2 separate regions of the Oryctolagus cuniculus genome follow, and region 1 is linked to region 2. A link is a contact called in public Micro-C data. All regions are on one chromosome and are shown on one strand. Each heading gives the region's core, a stretch centred on a gene start, on an enhancer-like site or on the middle of the called end of the contact. The rest is flanking DNA. Distances are from core to core; before and after follow the strand shown.

What was found. Hi-C and Micro-C count contacts between places; a contact is called where the count stands out from the background.
Region 1: a Micro-C map of ear pinna shows a contact between it and region 2, with 2.6 times the contacts expected there. The contact joins the promoter of EGLN3 here to the enhancer-like site in region 2. A contact is called at or near these places in 3 of 6 Hi-C or Micro-C datasets (ear pinna, skin fibroblasts and an unstated tissue).

Annotation. Positions count from the first base shown.
Region 1 is chr12:41,509,586-41,514,431 of mOryCun1.1, forward strand. EGLN3 (egl-9 family hypoxia inducible factor 3) reads left to right here and starts at 1,729. Exons shown (of 5, transcript XM_051822756.2): 1 at 1,729-2,487. The coding sequence starts at 2,131.
Region 2 is chr12:41,393,784-41,398,336 of mOryCun1.1, forward strand. No RefSeq gene overlaps it. Among named protein-coding and RNA genes, the nearest start is that of EGLN3, 120 kb to the right of the region's middle. Within about 2 kb of position 1,743, at least 7 of the 8 cell types and tissues checked have an H3K27ac peak or open chromatin away from gene starts, as enhancers often do. A contact at or near this core is called in ear pinna, where this site is marked.

The sequences.
Region 1 (4,846 bases), core at 479-2,978, 120 kb after region 2:
ATCACTCAGTTACCCCTAGATCCCCCAGAGGAGATGAGCCGAGGGGCCAGAGCCATCGCTGCTGATGAAGGGTGAGGGGAGTGTGCCAAACAGAAGTGGAAAGCCTTTCACTCCTTGCTGCAAGTGAACAGTGCTCCGGTTCTCACTTTAAGTCTCTGTGTCCAGGACTCAAACATCCACCACGGCTGGATGGGCAGACACAGCCAGGAGACAAACGCCCTTGCAGAATTTCTGTCTGCTCTGGCTGCTAAGGTTTGCTTCAGGGCCACCCGCACCTGCCTGACATTCTCTTGGAGTGAATTCTCTGGGGGGAAGTTCCCAGTCACTCTTCCATGTAGACTTCCAGTCCAGAATCCCGTGATGAGGCTGCCATGGCTCAGGATCCCAGTAAGCATTTATGAGGCACCTATCACATACCAGGGGTGGATGGAGGATGGAGGATGATGGGCGCCTGCCCTGGAATTTTAGGTGACAGCTCCTTGAGCACTGACCCATTTAAGCTTCCGAGGAGTGGCGCCTCCTGCTGACCATTCATACCAGGAGTGTCAGCTACTCAGCGACTTGGCAGAGGACTTCCTTTCAGTGTGAGAAGTTTCACCAAAGTTTCTTAAACCCTGTACGCTGACAGCTCCTCCCAGAACACCCCTAAGCCTCTCCCTGTGCCCTCACTGCGTTTCTTCCCGCAGAGGCCAGGACGAAGGAGAAAAAGTGACAGAATTGCAGGACACTGTGCACACAATCACGATACCCGAAAAGCCAGTTCCTTCTGTTGTGCAGTGAAGAAGCCAAGCTCACACTAAGGTGAAACCAAAAATATGGACATGGCTTTCCATGCAATATATGTGTCTCCCCTTCACACACACACACACACACACACACACCCATTCTGATTTCTAGTGCTCAGTAGGACAGGGTCAAAAAACCCACAATGCAGTTAGCTAATCTGTGGGCCACTACGACAACTTACGGTTGTGTCTGTCCCTCTCTCCCTGGCGTGGGGATACAACTGCATGTGGAGAAAGAAGAGGGACTTGGGGGACAGGGCGAGGAATATGCCCATATATTACATAGCTGTGTCACTGATTTTGCAGGTAGAATTTCAGAACATCGTGTTTTACTAAAACCGTGGAAGGTAAGTGGATGGAGACACCCAGCAAAGCAGAATGCAGTATTTGCTGTGCCTGATCGGCTATGGCTCGGCGATTCTTCATTGGCCACATCCCTCTAAGTTGAGCACAGAGTAGGAGCTAAGGGACCATGCTACTGTGTTCATGCTAGCTACAACTGCGCTCCTCCCGCCCGGCGGCTTGAGCCCGCTGGCTCGTGTCAGAGCCAAGGAGAAGGAAGAAGGAAAGGCACTTGGGAGGGCAAGAACGAGACCACCGTAGAACCTATGAGCCTTTGTTGCTGCGTTTGTTATTTTGCTCAAAAGCCTGTGCGGTGGCCAGCACGGACCGTGGCAATACCCCGCGCTCCTAATTTCATTCACTCGTAAGAGTGCGGATCCAGGTTTTCACTTTTGTTTTAGGATTTCATGCAAAACACTATGCAAATAGAGAGCATTGGAAAATTTCCAGCTCACAAACAAGTGAGACTGGCGACCGGCTCTTCGGGATCCCTGGCGGCGGGGCAGCCCCGGCGGGGCAATGGGCGGGGTCGGGGAGGGCGGAGCGGGGGCGGTCCCTGGGCGGGGACTAGGCGGGGCCGGGGTGGGCCCGGGGCGGGGCCCGTGACGCGTCGAGTCCGCCGGTTCATGGGCCGGACCTCAGCCGCTCCCAGCCACAGGCCGCTGCCGCCGCCTCCGCCGCCGCAGTGGTGGCTCCGCATCCTCAAAAGGGGCCCTCGGACTCCTCTCTGGGCCAGTCCAGCACTGGTTCGCGGAGCCCCGCACAACTCGGGCTGGCCCCTGAACGGCGAGCCCTTCCTGCCCGAGTTGCGGACAACTTTCCCTTGCCCTTGGGTGCCGCGGTGGCGCGGTGGCTCGGTGGCGCGGTGGCTCCCGGACAGTGCCCGCCGCAGGTTCCTGAACCCAGCGCTCCGCTCGCTGCGCCTCCGCTGGGCGCTGCGGCGGGTCGCTCCCCGCTCCCCGTGCGCACGTGGGGTGTCCCTGCCCTGCGTCCTGCGGGCGAGATGCCCCTGTCACACATCATGAGCCAGGATCTGGAGAAAATTGCCGTGGATTACATCGTGCCTTGCCTGCACGAGGTGGGCTTCTGCTACCTGGACAACTTCCTGGGCGAGGTGGTGGGCAACTGCGTGCTGGAGCGCGTGAAGCAGCTGCACCGTGAAGGGGCCCTGCGGGACGGCCAGCTGGCCGGGCCGCGTTCCGGCGTCTCCAAGCGGCACCTGCGCGGCGACCAGATCACGTGGATCGGGGGCAACGAGAAGGGCTGCGAGGCCATCAGCTTCCTCCTGTCCCTCATCGACAGGCTGGTCCTGTACTGCGGAAGCCGCCTGGGCAAATACTACGTCAAGGAGAGGTCCAAGGTAGGAGGCGCGCGGGCGCGGGGGGCAGCCGGAGTGAGCTGTCCGTCGCCTTCGCCGGGCTGCGCGCGAACTTCGGGGTTCATCCCAGAAGTCAGCCGGGTTCCTTTCTGGCCCCTCCACCCGGCCTTGACTCCCAACCCCGTCCAGCTCCTCTGTGCGAAAGTCCGCGTTAAGAGGCTGTTAATAGTGGCTGCTCTTGGTGATACAAGCCCGAGCAGCTGGGGCTTTGGGTCCGATTTTAAGGCACAGAGGTGCTCCGAAATCCAGACAGGAAAGGATGTTGGGAACGTTGTGTTTGACCTGAGACACACCTGGACACACCCACGATTGCCCTTCGTTGTAGGCTGATGGGATTCTTAGAGAAACAAAACAGCTGTGTTTTGCAGTGTGGCGGTTGCTTTGCGGAGCGTGGCAGGTGTGGGAAGGTGGGACGAAAGACTAGGACAAGTGTACGGTCTAAACTCTTCGCTTCGCAGGGCTGCCCTTGACTTCTTGGACAGGCGTACTGTCGGACGGACCATCTGCTTGTCTGGAAATTCTCTCCTTGTGCTAACCGCAAGCCACCACCTTCCTTTCCCCGACTATGGTTTGATGGCAAAATCCTCTTAACACAAACAGTTCAGTGCTCCTGAGAGAGGGGTCAAGTGCCTCCGGAAAGAAAGCATGTTTTTGTTCACAGAGCCGGAAGTGACTCCCTGGTTGGTAATTTATCTTGGAAACAGGTATAGGTAGATGGGCAGAAATATGGGAACCCTCACCATGATGTTGGTGCAAGCGTGTTCCTTTGGGATAGAATTGTTGCTCCGTCTCCTTCAGTTGCCAGTCCAGCCAGTTTTCCACTGGCAGTTCTGAGTGATTTGCACTTGTAGAGTGGTCTGGAAAGAGACACGCGAAATTGTGGAACACGTTTCCTGAAAACAAGTGAGGCGGAGTAGACTAGCACCGGAGGGGGAGGGAAGAGGAACATTCACCCAGGTACCACCATTCTTTGGACAACACACATAGTGTTTCTCAATCTGAGATAGGTCCAGTGATAAAAGGAAGCAGTGTTGTCTCATCTGGCCCACAGAGAGGAGCACTCTTAGTAACAGGGCAGTTTGCCAGGACGGCACGGGCGTGGGAAGCCAAGGGTCGAGGGGTGTGCATGGAGCAGGGAGCCAGACTGCTGTGTACCTTTCAATCCAGGAGCAACGGAATAGCATCTTCGAAGAAAATGCTGCTTTCTAAATTTTACTTTGATTTGGGAAAAATCCACCACAAATCGCACTGTGGAGAGGCCGACGTCAGAGTGTTTCTTTACTCCGCTCCTATCGTCTTGGTGGTGGATTAGAAAGTCATTTTTCTTTAGGTTAGGCTTGTTTTTATACCAAGTGACCTTCCTGGTCTCCTGGGGTGGGGCAGGGGGCTTAGCCTCAGTTGTTGCTAGGCCCTCCTAGCTTCAACCCAAGAGCAGATGGCTTTTTAACAGTTTTTTCTTTTTCCTTTTTTAAAGGTTTTGTTTAAACTCAGGTGTTAGAAATTTCTCCTCTGGAATTCTAGGAACAGAATTTGCTCTGGGGGAGGTCAGAATTAATTGGTAAAATCAGGTCACTTGCGTATTTGAAGGTTAAAGGGTTTTATTTAGCTTCAAGTTAGTGCATAGGGTGAGGGTTCCAAACTAGAATGAACTCACATGGAATGAAAAGCACAGTGTAAGTTAGGGAAAGGAAAAATGACTGCGAGATAGGAGTATTCGGCTATGGGTTATCTTCTGGGTGGAAAACAACTCCACTTACCCCTGTCCGAAGGTGACCGGTCTTGTCTGCTGAAGGTGCACTGCGCGTACCTAGATTTCCAGATTCGCTGGGGCGGTTTGGGCGCAAAGGCCTTCATCCCTGCCCTGGAGAAAAATCACCTGTGGATTAGGGTATTCCCTGGCCAATTAGAACCAAATGCAAACCAGATTTGAGAAAATAGTAAAGAAAAAAAAATTTCTGTCCTTGTATGAAGAAGTCTTAGTGATGTCTTGTGGCCACGAGTTTCTTGCTGGAAGCTGGTTCCTGTAGCATGGTAGAGACCCATTTCCACAGGTGGGTTCGCCAGTTCTACATGACTCCTGTGACTGCTGCCTTCATTTACCCTTTTCACCTCTTGTGTTTCTTCCCTCAGCCAAGTCCTTGATGTGGTGTTGCTTCATAGAACACTTCAACCAGGTTTTTGGCAAAAACATTTTTTAAAGGTAGAATTTGCATGGCTACTTGGGAATGTGTTTGTAACTTTCTATCGAGGGAATTTTCAAGCACCCGTAGTGTAGAGAAGCTAATAGGATGAGCTCCCTGCACCCTGTTTCAACCATGTCAGCCCCCGCCCCCTTTTTAGG
Region 2 (4,553 bases), core at 493-2,992:
TCCGGCATTAAAAAAAAACCATATATACATAAAATATAGAGAATAAAATATGTAGAATATTTGTGTGTGTGTGTGTTCTTTTCTCTACATGCTATCATGCTGCACGTATTACTATGTAACTTGGGATTTTCATGTCCATTTTGTTATACACTGATGGACTTTATTCCTTTTCATGGCTCAAACAGTGGTGCACGTCTTATTTATGGGTAAATACATTTGCATCTTCAATGCTATGCTGTTCTGAACAATGCTGAAACAGCCCCACGAGTAGGCAGGGCTCCCACGCTGCACAGCACCCCGAAGCTCCATTGAGAGCGCTGTGAATGCGCCCCTCTGAGGCTCTGCAGCTCCCAGCCTGCCCTCTGTGCTTGGCGGCTCTTGCTCCCGTCCCCTCCATTCATTCTTTTAAGAATATTTATTGAGTGCCTACTGAATGCCGGACATTGTTCTGTGTTTTTGCTCCTGTTGATGTATTTAGGCCTATGAAAATACTAAGAAATAGTGCTGTTTTAACTATTTTTATGTTTCAAAGGAGGAAACTGAAGGGGGCTGAGAGAACTCACTGGCTGCTCACAGCGTGTAAAATGCAGAACTAGTATCAGAGGCTGGGTGCTAGACATTACCCTTTCAGCCCCTCTCCTCTCAGAGACTGCTGCCCGCTCACCTGTGCACGCTGAGAACTGGAATCCTGGGGGGTAGGAAGCAGAGTTGACTTGTCCAGTGCCCAGATACTGCCTGGCCCCCATTAGGGGCTCAATAATGCTCTTTGAATCACTTTATTCATTGTTGAATGCCCCTTCCCTAATCAGTTTTCCCTCTTCTTCCCCATAGACAAAAGTGCTTTAAAGTTATCTACAGAAAAATGGAATTAAAAGATGTTTATTTTGGTGTAAAAAAAAGTCAAATCCGGTTATTTCATAATGCATTTTTTAAGACCCTTTGTATGCATGAATTTCAAAGTACTTTTGCACCAAAATAAACTTAGCTCTTCATTCTATTTTCCAGGAACTTTTTGAAGCAACGTCCTTCCCGTCTCCTTCCCCGTATCTTTGCAAGCTTTCCCCCAGGCTTTGCAAAAAGTGCACAAACATGTGGCTTCCCAAGGTGCTCTGATTTGGGAAGGCGCACTTTCCCACAGGGCCAAGACCGGTCAAGGAGGTACTGCTGGATTCATACATCTGCTACAAAGTGCTTCTAATTCTGTCGTTCAGCTGTCCGGCACGTAGGCAACTTCCTTTTAGAAGTTGGTGGTTGTCACTAACCAGGTGCTGATTTGCGGAAATGCAACCGAGTCCCCAGCGCTGGCGCGCGCGGGAGAGGTGGTTGAAAACGGACGCCCCAGCCCCCTCTAACTTGTTGCCCTCTGCTTCCCCAGGCCGCCCCGGGCAAGACCCCTTGCAGCTGTCCTACCCCTCCCCGCAGCCACTGCACACGTCAGCGGGCCTCAAAGAAGGAAAACACATCAGGGCTACGTAGAGAAACACGTTCCTGCTCAAAAGGACAGCAGGTCTGGCTCTGCCCTCCTCCGCCCCCTCACCCTCAGGCCCCCTCTTCCAAGCTGGCCAGCACAGAAGGGGGCTCTGCCGGGGAAGGGCAAGCCCCAACGTGCAGATGGCTTGCAACACGGACAGCCTTGAGATGCGGGCAGCGGGAAATCCCGAGGAGCCCTTTCTGGGGGCTGCGGGCGCGGAGCCCGGAGGGAACGCGCGCGGGTCCTGGCGCTGCCCTGGAACGCGCTGACTCACGCGCTGGTACGTGAGCCGCGCGCCGACCGCCATGGGCTGGGCCGGACAGCCCTGCGGCCAATGCCGTCCTCGCGGACGCGGGTATTTTGTTTATTCCAGGGCCGGCGCCAAGCGTCTGGCCCCGGGCCCCAACCCGGGCGCGCCCAGGCAGGACTTTAGCCCCAACCCAGCCAAGGCTGCCTTACTAGTAGGCGATTTTGATGCCTTTACAGCTTAAGGGCTACAGCGGGCGTTGTGATCTTCTATCGGTAGTGATCCCACCGGAGTCCCGGGGTTGTGGTGGTGGTGGGAGGGTGTCTGCCCGGGACACCGTGGCTCCTGGGGGAGCCTTCCTTGGTCACAGGATACAGGGGTGGGGTGGGGGTGGGAGGTGGTGGGCTGTGAGAGCTGCACCATGCGTCCCTGGAAAGCTGTGTCACTTGTTTGCTCATTTCGGGGAAGCCTTGGAGAAGTGGTTTCTATGGAGGCACTGTGAACGAATGGGAGGTTAATTCATATGGAAATTCTGTCCTTGGACACCTAGGTTACAGGAGCGAGATCCTATGCACAGAGCTAAGCCATTTGTAGAGTTTGGCCTATTTGGGAGATAGTGTTGCTCTGATTTTTTTAAGGGGGGCGGGGCTTTCCCTGAATCCCTTGGAAACACAATAAACCCAGATGGGTGAGCCTTGGCTTGGGATGCGTGCATCTCACGTATGAGGGCAGGGGTTGGAGCCCCGGCTTTGCCTCCAGTCCAGCTTCCTGCTGATGCTTAGGCAGGGAGGCAGGTGAGGGGGTCCAGCCTTTGAGTGCCTGCCACCGACATGGGAGACCCAGGTTGAGTTCCGGGTCCTGTTTTCCACCTGGCTAAGCCCTGAGGTGTTTACTAGTGTATGGAAGATCTCTGTTTCTCTCTGTCGCTCTGCCTTTCAAATAAATAAATAAATACATAATAAATAAAAGAATAAAGGATAGGGGACCAGGGTCGTGGCCTAGTGGGTTAAGCCGTGGCCTGCAGCACAGCCATCCCATACTGGATCCTGTCCTGGCTGCTCCACATCCAATCCAGCTCCTTGCTAATGGCCTGGGAAAAGCAGCAGAAGATGGCTGAAGTGCTTGGGGCCCTGTCCCCAAGTGGGAGCCTGGTGGAGGCTCCTGGCTCCTGGCTCCTGGCTCCTGGCTCCGGATCGGCCCAGCTCCAGCCTTGCAGCAATTTGGGGGAGTGAAGCAGCAGATGGAAGACCTCTCTCTCTGTCTCTCCTTTTCTCTCTGTGACTCTGCCTTTGAAGTGAATAAGTAAATCTTAGAATAAAGCATAAAGGAGAAGAAAAGAGTCCTATGATCCAATACTCACATACTGACAGTATTAGTGTTTCAGATATATTTCTTTCCAGGGATTTTCAAAGTTAGTGTGTGGTTTTGATTATGCTAAAAACTGTGTTATTTTGTAATGTTTACCCTGCTGCATGTTAGGACATACACAATTTCCCATGTCATTAAATTTTTATAGTCATTTTATGAACATATTATATTTTTAACAGTTCCCCTATTGCTGTTAATTTAGATTGCTTCCTTTTTTTTTTTTTTTTTTTTTTTTTTTTTTTTTTTTTTTTAGCTAAGCCATGCTCAAGTGAATATGGTATGTAAATATTTGATCACCTTATTACCTGTCTGCTTAGCACGGGTTTCCTGAAGTGGACTTTTTAGGTGTGAGAGAAACACTTTCATGACGAGATCACATTGCTAAGTGGCAATTTGCATGGAGGCACGGGCTGGCCCTGCCTTCTCACTTCACACTTTGTGGCATCATCAGTATGTTGTGCAGAGTTGTGTATAAGATTTATGTATTGATTTGAAAGAGTGACAGAGAAGAAAAGACAAGGAGAGAAAGATAGTTTGCATTTGCTGGTTCACTCCCCAAATGGTTGCCATGGCTGGGTCTCAGCCAGGCTGAACCCAGGAGCCTGGAACTTGACACAGGTCTCCCACATGGGTACCAGGGGCCCATGCACTTGAGCCTTCTTCCACCACCTTTCCAGGCACATGAGCAGGGAGCTGGATCGGAAGTGGAGCTGCAAGGACTCAAACCCATGCTCTGATAGGGGATGCTGGTGACAAAGTGGCAGCTTAACCTGCTGTGCCATTATGCTAGCCCCGGGAGCTGGGTCTGAAAGTGCAATGCAGAGTGAATGAAAGATGGAAAATAATTTTCCCTTATAGCAGCACTTGCCTAGGAAATGGCCAAACTAAAGATTGTGTTTCAACTGGTTCTAACCAGCCAAAACTGGTAAAAGACTGGGAACTTTAAGAACCACCATCCCCCACCCCAGGATCTGATTGAGGACTCCTTCCTGACTGGTGACGCCTGTCAGAGTGCTGGTTTTCATTTGCATAACCACCACGAGGCACTCACCCTTCTAGAACAAAGAAGTCGGAACTCTCCTCCCTGTGGAAACTATACTACAGTGTTCTCCATTGGGTTATGTGCCCTTGTCTGGTAAATCAGTAGACTCCATAGTGATTTATTTACTTATTTTAAGTACCTCTAGGGGGTCTTGGTCTTACTCTTTGACATGCACATCGCTGAAATGAAATACATAAAACAACAGCTTAGAGTTCTACATCCAGTTTAAAGGCACATTAGTCTTGCGGACTAACACTGTGGGTTAAACCACCACTAGTGCTGCCAGCATTCCATATTGGAGCACCAGTTCAAGTCCTGATCTAGCTCCCCCTAATGCACCTGGGAAGGCCGTGGATGATGGCCCAAGTACTGCCCCCCCCCCCCCCCCCCCCCCCCCCCGTGGGAGATCCCAGTTCCTGGCTTCC